Linked DNA regions of Rattus norvegicus: all the other regions are linked to region 3. A link is a contact called in public Hi-C data. All regions are on one chromosome and are shown on one strand. Each heading gives the region's core, a stretch centred on a gene start, on an enhancer-like site or on the middle of the called end of the contact. The rest is flanking DNA. Distances are from core to core; before and after follow the strand shown. Region 1 holds the start of C8h3orf18 (similar to human chromosome 3 open reading frame 18). Region 2 holds the start of Mapkapk3 (MAPK activated protein kinase 3). Region 3 holds the start of Manf (mesencephalic astrocyte-derived neurotrophic factor).

Evidence for each region. A called contact is a pair of places that touch in the nucleus more often than the background predicts.
Region 1: a Hi-C map of kidney shows a contact between it and region 3, with 2.7 times the contacts expected there. The contact joins the promoter of C8h3orf18 here to the promoter of Manf in region 3. A contact is called at or near these places in 7 of 12 Hi-C or Micro-C datasets (frontal cortex, hepatocytes, kidney and 2 more) and 1 of 1 datasets of contacts at active chromatin or transcription factors (oligodendrocytes).
Region 2: a Hi-C map of liver shows a contact between it and region 3, with 4 times the contacts expected there. The contact joins the promoter of Mapkapk3 here to the promoter of Manf in region 3. A contact is called at or near these places in 11 of 12 Hi-C or Micro-C datasets (the A7r5 cell line, the Rat2 cell line, Schwann cells and 6 more) and 1 of 1 datasets of contacts at active chromatin or transcription factors (oligodendrocytes).

The regions. Positions count from the first base shown.
Region 1 is chr8:116,889,976-116,892,970 of GRCr8, forward strand. C8h3orf18 (similar to human chromosome 3 open reading frame 18) reads left to right here and starts at 1,335. Exons shown (of 6, transcript NM_001106854.2): 1 at 1,335-1,495; 2 at 2,024-2,143; 3 at 2,938-2,995.
Region 2 is chr8:116,840,432-116,843,743 of GRCr8, forward strand. Mapkapk3 (MAPK activated protein kinase 3) reads right to left here and starts at 1,797. Exons shown (of 11, transcript NM_001012127.1): 1 at 1,567-1,797; 2 at 1,162-1,438. The coding sequence starts at 1,386. It also overlaps the pseudogene Rpsa-ps9.
Region 3 is chr8:116,428,623-116,431,852 of GRCr8, forward strand. It overlaps Manf (mesencephalic astrocyte-derived neurotrophic factor), which reads right to left and starts at 1,637. Exons shown (of 4, transcript NM_001401064.1): 1 at 1,513-1,637; 2 at 776-903. The coding sequence starts at 1,597. Dock3 (dedicator of cyto-kinesis 3) reads right to left here. Exons shown (of 53, transcript NM_001108184.2): 53 at 2,536-3,230.

The DNA of each region.
Region 1 (2,995 bases), core at 85-2,584, 460 kb after region 3:
AATAATAGTTTATGTAGTAGCTCAATTGATGTGCTCACCAATCCAGATTCACACAATTCTGGGTTTGGTGCCCATAAATGGGGTTTGGTAACACACACTAATAAGTCCCAATTTTCAGCTGGTGGAGGCATGGAAACCAGAAGCTTATTTTTCATGGCCAGACTGGGCTACATGAAACCCTACTTCAAAAAATAAAATATTGGAGTAAAAAGGGAGAGGGGCTGGGAATTGGGTGTACTGATGCACACCTATAAGTCCCAGTACAAGGGGTTCCAGAACGTTGTTTCATTGGTTAAGAGCACTGCCTGCTTTTCCAGAGAAGCCAGGTTCAATTCTGAGCACCTACATGGAGGCTAACAGCAGTCTGTAACTCCAGTACCAGAGGATCCAGTGCCCTCTTCTGGCTTCCTTGAGCACCAGACACATATGTAGTGCACACATATGTATGCAAACAAAACATCCTTACACATAAAATTAAGCATTAAAACCCAAGCACCCAGGAGGTGGAGAATTGCCTTGGTTCAAGACCAACCTGGGCAACATAGTATCAGGCTATCCTGGGCAACAGTGTTTAGGTGACTGGGTGGGGGTAGCTTTAAGTGGTTGGGGGGGGGTTCAGCTCTGGGGTTTAGGAAATTGGTACTTCTGTTCTGAGATAAATTTTGCTGTGAATGAAAGCTATTATGAGAGGTATAGGTGGGCTATCATGCAGATAATTCCATTCTGTTCCCAACGCGTCTTCGCACTGAAGAGTCTTCCCCATAGTTGGAGTCATTTACCAAAACGCCCTTTCATCAGAGTTCCTATAAGGCAGGAAACTGAGACAAAAGAAGAGAAGCAATTTGCTGCTCAAGGTCATAAGCTCAATAGAAGATCAAACTGAGTTCGTTTTAGGTTTCAAATACTCCAAGTCTGGTGGTGCTCTTATCAAATCTCTGTACCTATATTTTTTTGCTTACAAGTCTGCCCCAGTGCGGGTGGAGCTGTCCGGGAGCCAGAATTCTGGCCCAGAAAGGGCCTGGCTACCTACGGTCCACTGCCCAACTTCCGGCAGGCCACCAGGGTTAGAGGTATTCTCAGAGAATCTCTTTTAGCTGTCCGGTTTCAGCTCCAAGCTCCCGCTGGGAGCGGAGCTATATCCGAGCGACAGGCGAGTGAGCCAATGCTGGTCGGCCTTTAGGCGCGGCAGCCAATCAAGGTCCGGGGGCGCGGAGAGGGCCGGGAGGCAAGGTACTCCGGCTCCTGGGGATCCCCCGAGGCTGCTCATCTCAGCCCCACCCCCTCCGTGGTCGGGGCCCAGCCCACCCCAGCTCAGGTTGTCAGCCGGCGCAGGCTAATACTAGCTGATTCCTGCTCGCTCGCAAGGCGGACCTTACTTGAGTCCGACCTGTCGCCCCCTACGCCCGGGCCTGGGTGTTCCCCGCGCCCACGCCTCCTGCCCGTCGCTACCACCCTTAGCTTCTCAGACTGAGCTCGGCGCCCCGGAGAGGATTAAGTAAGTGCTGAGATCGGCTGCTTCACAGGAATGGAGGAATCACAGGGTCGTGGAGGCGGGCGTGGGGATTGAGATAGGGGGGGAATAAGACCTGATGGCATTCATCTTCTTGGAGGTCATGGTGCCCACCACTTGTACTCCGGTTGTTCTTCCCTTCCCCGTTGGACCCCGAGGCAGGCCAAGAAAATAGTCGTCAGGATGGCTTCTCTCCTTTTTGGCCAGTAATAAACAGACTCAGAGCAAATTAAGGGTCTGGTCCAAGGTCATGGCTGGGATCAGTGGCAGAGCCCAGAAGAGAACCTGAGACTTCTTGCTGAGCCAAGCTGGAGAGGACAGAAGGGAATGCGTCTACTCCATGCATGATCCTCTGCCAGCTTTGCTCCTTCCTAAGGGACCATGAACGATATGTGCACACTTCTCACACATATATGCACACCTGCAAGAGGAGGCATCCCGCGTACACCTATGAGCCACAAGGAGAAACATATATGTAGCCATAAGCTAGTAATCAATCCTTTCTCTTTCTAGGTCTGCCCCTTCTGCAGCACGGCTAAGACTCATCCCCACCCCGCTTTACCCAAGACCCACAGAAGCTGTGTGATCTCCCATCCTCTGCTTCCAAAATAGGAGGGAAATAGGTGTTTCAAAGTGGGTATTCCATCATTGCCTCTGAAGATATAACTCAGTGCCTTACTTCTTGGACCACCCCTGCCAACTGCCTTGCCAGAGGATCTAGCTCAGCCTATCCTTCCTGCCTCTTGGTGTTTCCACACCAGCCCCACCCTAGCCCCAACCACAGCCTGGGTCTCACAGCCAACTCTGTCCAGAGACTGATGTGCTCAACTCCTCCTGGGTTGTCAGTGGTAGTGATGGGGATTTGGAACATTTACCGGATGCCTTTGTGGACAGGCATTGTGCTGGGCTAGGTTCCGCCCCCCATGGGGACTTGTTCATTCTGACATGCCGTTAGCCCTACAACATCATGGGGTTGTTCTTCATTATTTCCCACTTTGAGAAAAACTAAACAGAGTGAAGAGGGGTGACTTGCCTGAGGCTATACCAGGTCTCTCTGAATCTTAGGCAGGCGATTCCCAAGCAGAATGAGGGATGTAGGATGCAGAGTGAGAAGATAGGGGTAGGGGAAGCAGCAGTTACAGAGATAATTGTGCAAGGAGTGGACTTTTTCTTCCAGGCCTCCTGCATCTTCTCCTATCTTCCAATTGCGATCACTGTAGTCATCGTGCAGGGATGACAGGGCTTTGCTTTCATGTCCCTATGTCCCTACAGAAGCCTGTGTCCTATTACCCCATGAGCCTGACTTAGCTCTGCCTGACTTAGCTCTTGAAACCTTTACTTCCTTGGTGCCTTCAGATCCTAGAGGGACTTGATCTCACAGACATGCCCCCTAGCTGTAACTCCTGCTTTTATTCTTGTCTTTTTAGAACTGAGAAAGGCAGGGGTCTCCTGGTAAGAATTTGGCTGTGCCAGTGGTCGTCACCG
Region 2 (3,312 bases), core at 547-3,046, 410 kb after region 3:
GGTCCCGCTTGAGAGCCAACCTCCTCTGCTTTCAGCCTGGTACACCAGGGAACGACAAAGAACGGGGCCCAGGCGCTCAGTAAAATTCTTTTGGATCTTGTGCTTGAAGAAACTGCTGAAGCCTCCTCTCTAGGCCTCTTCCAGGCCTAGATCAAGTACGCCACGTGTTTTATCTCATTTTGAGTTCACATCAACTCCCGTTCTCTCCCTGAACAAAATCGGCTATCGCCCAAGGTCACAGAGCTGGCACAGACACAAGGTAGAGATTACAGCCACAGCTACAGGACTCTGCACCCTGGCTCATGAAAAACAGAACTTTATGAACTTCCAGGAGTTACTCGCTCTCCACCTTGATGTTCCAGGAAGGTGCCAATGGCACCACCTCTAATTGAGTCTAGTTCCCAGTGACAAAAAATTCAAGGTGTTCTGGAGTACGGGGTAGAGGTGGGGTGAGGACACGGGTAGGAGTAGGGCCTCTTGGACTGCCCAAACCAGATTCAGGTAGTGAGATCAACTACTCCAAGCCACTCCCCCTTCCACCTACATCAATGTGCCAGCCTCTAGGGAGTATGATATGGTAAGTGGTTCCTCATCGTCTGCCCGGGGTGGGTCAGCCTAGGAGCAAAGTTTGCCCCTTTCCACAAGGGTCCACCAACTCATCAAGAGCCCAGCAGTCAAAGAGGCTTATAGTCCTGCCTCAGCAGTCGGAAGCCGTGAGGAGGAAGCAACCCCATTCTGAGCCTTGGGAGCTCAGCCCTCAAGCAGAGGGAAACTTAGACCCATTCCTGTAGCAGGAGCTAATTGCAGAGGATGGCTAAGAGTAAGAGCATCCTTTGCGCCTAAACACAAGCCCAAACCAGAACCACAGCGCACAGCCACTCCCTCCTGCCTTCCGGTACAACAGCTCTACTCACACTGACTCCTCCCCCTTGCTCTTTGGGACCCACCCTGAGCTTAGGTAGGTCAGCCTGTGTTAGCCTGTTTCCGCATGTGTGAGGCTGAGAGGACCATGAGTCTGACGCTAGAGGAAGAGTATAAAAATAAAACATGATGCTGAGTGTAGATGTTTAATAGAGGCCCCGAATATAGATACACCCACAGGTATCTGCTGTTGGACCCTCCAGGTCATCCCAGCCCTCCGAGAGATGATGGGTCACTAACCTTCAAGGCACACTTCTGCCCAGAGCGCCGATGGTAGCACTCTAGTACCTTGCCGTTCACACCCAGACCCAGCACTTGCTTGGACAACTGGTAGTCATCAGTCACCGCGTACTTCTTGGGTTCCCGTCGCACACCTGGGGCCGGAGCACCGCCCAAGGCGGGCGCACCGAGCGCACCTGGCTGGGGCACAAGACTCCCCTTCTCCCCCGCCGTCTCGCCATCCATGGCCCCCACGGGGCGCTTGTAGGTAGCCCCAGCCTGGCACGTCCAGAGGCACCTGAAGGAAAGGGAAAGAGTCACTCCCCATCGAGACTTTTTGGACACACCCCAGCTTTGGTTTCTCCAGAACTAGATTGACTGGGCTGCTGGGCCAAGACAAGCTGGAAACTGCCTGAGAGTACCTACGTACAGCAGGGGGAGGTGATCCCTCAGCCCAGGCACATGTGGAGTTGAGGAGTCCGGCGCAGTGAAGCAGCCAGGTCTTGAGAAACGGCCATATAGGGGCCCAGGAAAGGCGTGCCAGGCGAAGGCGCACTTGATGGCAAAGCACTAGACGGAAGTCATGTTGTAGGCGAGAGGGGCAAGAGATAGTGAGGCCTGGAGTCCGCTGCGGAGGGGAGCCCTGGACCCAGAGTCTCGCGGTCCGCGCCCCACGTGACCCCCCATCCCCCTTCTGGGCGCGTCATCTGGACTTGGGGCCCCGCTAGGTCAGCCTTAAAGGGCCAGACAAGTCCAGGCTGGGTTGGCCAAGGCAGAGCCCCTGGCAAGCTCCGCCCCTGAGTCGGGACAAAATGGGGCGTAGCCTCCTCAAGTGTCTGTAACTTTCTCAGCGCCCTGTGACACTGGTAGGAACTCCTCCAACTGTTGTACCAGCCTCGGATTTTATCCCTGATCTTGAAAAGTTACAGCACACGACATTTTGTTTCTCTTGAGGGCTCTTGAGTGAAGTGTTCTTTTTGCTTGCTGCCAGGGGGCGGTTTAGACTCCCAACTTTCCAGATAGCTAAGCGCTTCAGAATTCAACTTCTGAATTTTTTTGTCAGTCTGCCCTGGGACATGTGGTTGTTCAATTCGCAACTCTTCATTCCCTGGTGGTTTAGGGCATCTGTCTAACACTGGCCAGCTTTCCTTTCTATACACCAAACTTTTGACTTTGCAACTCACTTGTCGCAAATGTATTGGGCCACACTCGTGCTTTCCTGGACCTCTTACAGCCTGCAGCCGTAAGTTGAACATACCTGGGCCGTTCTTGACCCAGAAATCTTGATTTCCCATTGGTCAGTTGCATCAACTTTTCACTTTGTCATGATTTGAGCTTTAGATTCTATTTCAAGCCACTGGCCCTGGTGATGAACACCAGTAATTGCAGCACGAGGAAGGCTTAGGCAGGAGGATTAGGAGGCTAACCTAGGCTACATCGTGAGGCTATGTTTTTTTTTTTTGTTTGTTTGTTTGGTTGGTTGGTTGGTTTTTTTTTTCTTTCTTTCTTTTTTTCGGAGCTGAGGACCGAACCCGGGACTTGCGCTTTCTAGGCAAACGCTCTACCACTGAGCTAAATCCCCAACCCTGAGGCTATGTTTTTAAAAAATAAAATAAAATTAGCCTAGCACTCTGAAGGCAGAGGAAAGCTGATCTCAGTCAGTTTGAGGCCAACCTGGCCTACAAAGAGATGTTCCAGTACAACCAGAACTGCTACATGGAGAAACACTGTCTCCAAAATCTCAATGAATCAATCAATCAATCATCAATCGATATTAACATTAAAATTCCTTTCTTCCATCCCAAAGACAGATTCTCTATTAACTTTAAAATTTCCTCTTCTGGGGAACAAAATACTTACAGGAGGAAATACAGAGACAAAATGTGGAGCAGACACTGAAAGAAAGGCCATCCAGAGACTGCCCCACTTGGGGATCTATCTCAAATACAGTCACCAAACCCATACACTATTGCAGATCCCAAGAAGTGCATGCTGACAGGAGGCTGATGTAGCTGACACCTGAGAGGCTTATGCCTGACAAATACAGAGGCAGATGCTCACAGCCAACCATCGGACTGAGGTCAGGGTCCCCAATGGAGGAGTTAGAGAAAGGACTGAAGGAGCTGAAGAGGTTTGCAACCCCGTAAGAACAACAATATCAACCAACTGACA
Region 3 (3,230 bases), core at 387-2,886:
AAAGCCTTTTTTAAAAAGCTATGCACATCAGTAAGTGCTTGTGTTGGGGAGGCCAGAGGCAGCAGAGTCCCTGGAGCTGGGTTACAAGGTGCTGTGGATGCTGGCAACTAAACAGGTCTCTACAGAACAGTCCACACTCATAACCAACTCGCCAGTTCCAGACAATGTTAGGTCATCTTGAAAACCTCTCTTTGCCAAGGGTTCAGTTTAGTTTGTACTGCACGGATCTAGCTGTTCTAGGTCCTAGACACATGATACATGGTCAGCTCCAGAGTTTCCAGACGAGTATAGGAATATAGGAGTCATTAGCGTTCCAATGAGAGACTACCATGGAAACTAAAGCTACAAAAGCTGATGCTTCACCAGGGCTCTTGACCTTAACTTGGCCCTGGCCATTTTGGGGCACCTAGCCAACTACTTCTGATCCCAAACACACCAAATTCTTTCTGGCCTTTGGGGCACTCATTGCCTGGATGTGCTCACTCCTTCATGATCCCCTTCTTCTGCGATACCTAGAGCTACTTCTCTGATAGCTCACACCCACCTACCCACCAAACGATCCTAGCGCATTTTCTTCATGGCCATGCCATTCACTGCGTTGCAACTGCCTGCCATTTTTCTCTCCTGGTATTACCAATATTCAGCTTATAGTAGATGTTTAATAAGTAGAGGGTAAAACCACTTAATCCTCACATTAGTTTACATACATGTCCCATCATAAAGTAGACAGTACACACGAGCCAGGGACAGCTTGGGTGGGTCACCAGCTACTTACCAACCGATTTTCTTTGCCTCTTGCTTCCCGGCAGAACTTTATAAGTTCTTCTTCAATAGTGGCTGGTGAAAATGTGACATCCCTGTCTTTGAGGTCCTGGTAAAATCTCCCCAGATAAGAAATACAAACTGGAAAAGAGGGAGATGTTAAATAGTTACTATTTCCCCAGGAAGAAACCCTGTCAGCAGTTTTGAAAAGAAGGGATTAAAATGTTTTTTTCTCAGGTACTCACAAGTGCACAGAACCCTTAGGTTGCTGGGGTCCTGGAACCCAGTGCATGATGGGAATGAATATTCCCCAAGTGACCCCCACATAACCCTCTCTGCTCTTTTCAAGTTTAAGCCGAGAGTGGACACGTGTCCTTGAGGGAACTCACTGTGACCTCATAAGGGACAGATTGGAGGCTGAAGCAAACGATCAAAACGCTCCTTATTCCGAATACACTGAACCCCCTAAGTGCAGTTTAGTAACCCCGACGCGGTTGCGGCCCACAGGATCCCTATCTATAATTTCAAAAGTGATGGGAAAGGACAAAAACTCCCGCGATGTGGGCTGCCGGCCAAGTTTTCAACGCGACTGAACCGTCGCGTTCCCCTAAATGGGTCAACGTTCCTAGGCCCGGGAAATAACTCTGAGGCCCTTTCTCCAGCGGACTCTCCGGGATGGGCCGTCGCCCTCACCCTCTCGGTTTCGTTGGGTTTAGCGCCTCCAGGCCGCCCCCACCCGGCCCCCCGCACCTTCGCAGTCGCCTGGCCGTAGCGCCCGACTGTCAGGCAGAACGCTCAGGGCCAGCGCTACCGCCAGCCCGCGCGTAGCCCACATCCTTCTCGGCAGTCGCCACCACCGCCGCCGCCGCGCGAATGAACCGCACCCGGCGCGGTGCTCCGCCTAGTGGGCTGGAACACAAACCGGAGCTTCCCATTGGCATGCGGCCCCCGCGCCCACCCATATGCCACATCCTCATTGGTCCACGTGCCCAGGAGCCCAGACCGGCGACTCCACGCTACTCTCCCTTATTGGCTGGTGGTGTCTGGGCCCTAGACAGTTGTCGGTTGCTGATTGAGCCTGGGCGGTCCATAGGAAGCGGTTGGGCGGAAGGTGCACGGCCAGCCATGTTGGGTAAGGGCAGCTACTTTGGCTGCTTATCCCTTACCCTTTCAATCTATTGACTCGACCTGAATACCAAGTCTTGGTTTCACACCCACTCTCCTCCCAAGCCCGGGAGTAGTAGAGCAGGATTTCTGGCGTCTGCCCATAGCTAGCAGGATAGGCGGCGCGAGCAAGGGTCAGAAGCAGTTTCTTGTTTTGAACTACCACGTGAATTGACGAACCAATCTTGGAAAGCGTCCACTTTCATTCGCCGGCTGCCCAGACCCCGCTTTATCCTGGGATAGACTGCGGAAACCTCTTAAACGAAAGGCTCTAGACCTGCCTAGTCGGCTGCTGTCCTGGACTTATGAGGACCTCGCGACAAGGCTGCGAACAGGGGCGTTGGTCTAGCTTCCCAACTGAGGCCATGGGATCTTGGGAGGTTTTGTTCTCCACTCTTGGAGACGCACGGATGAGAATTGGAGACGTTACCGCTTAGACTGCCCTAATGCTAACTTAAGTGGCTTTGGCCACTCGCCCTGGAAGGCAGAATACGGAGAGCGGCCGACTACGTGCAGAAAGGTATCTGGAGCTAAAAGGGCTTGGAGCCCGGCGACAGGGGTTTGAGAGGGGCACTTATGCTCCCATACATTGAAATCAGTGGATCAATATCAGGTATTAATCTTTAATTCACATAACAGCAGTCAAGGGATGGGGCGAGTCAATTGCCAGATATTTACATCTAAAAGTCACATTTCTTGTTGGATTTATAACATGCTACCACAATATATACAGTAAAATGCCTCTTGGGACACTGGCACAAATTTTTTTCTTTAACTTTTCTGGTACAGGTAAGATCATTTTAAGTCAGTTTTTCTTTAGACATGAATACACAAAAGAGATGGTTGGAAGTTTTTTGTTTTAAATAAGCACAGAATGCCAGAGGTTAAAAACACATTTATAGGCTTATTACCAATTAGACACACTCTATACATTTTTTGCTCAAATTCCTGTACAAATACACAGCATTCAAATAGGTATTTACAAATACGCTTTAAAGAATGAAAATCAGTATTTCACAATCTTTTCAAAGGATTCTGATCTCTGGCCTCCCATTTCCCTCACACTGGCTGGTTTTTCAATAAAAAGTATTCAGAATAGGTCCATTTCATCCAGTTAGGGAAAATGAAGAGGTGCAACACAAATATATTTCACCTCGCGTAAAGCAAGGCCAAGGAACTTCACCCTACATTCCCCTCCCTCCCTCCTGTGCCATCAAGTGGAGAAGGGAGATGTCTTCATGTGATGACTGGCTGCCTCCTCGGACTGAGGGTCAGACATGCCTGGAAACCTAAAGCCACCCTAC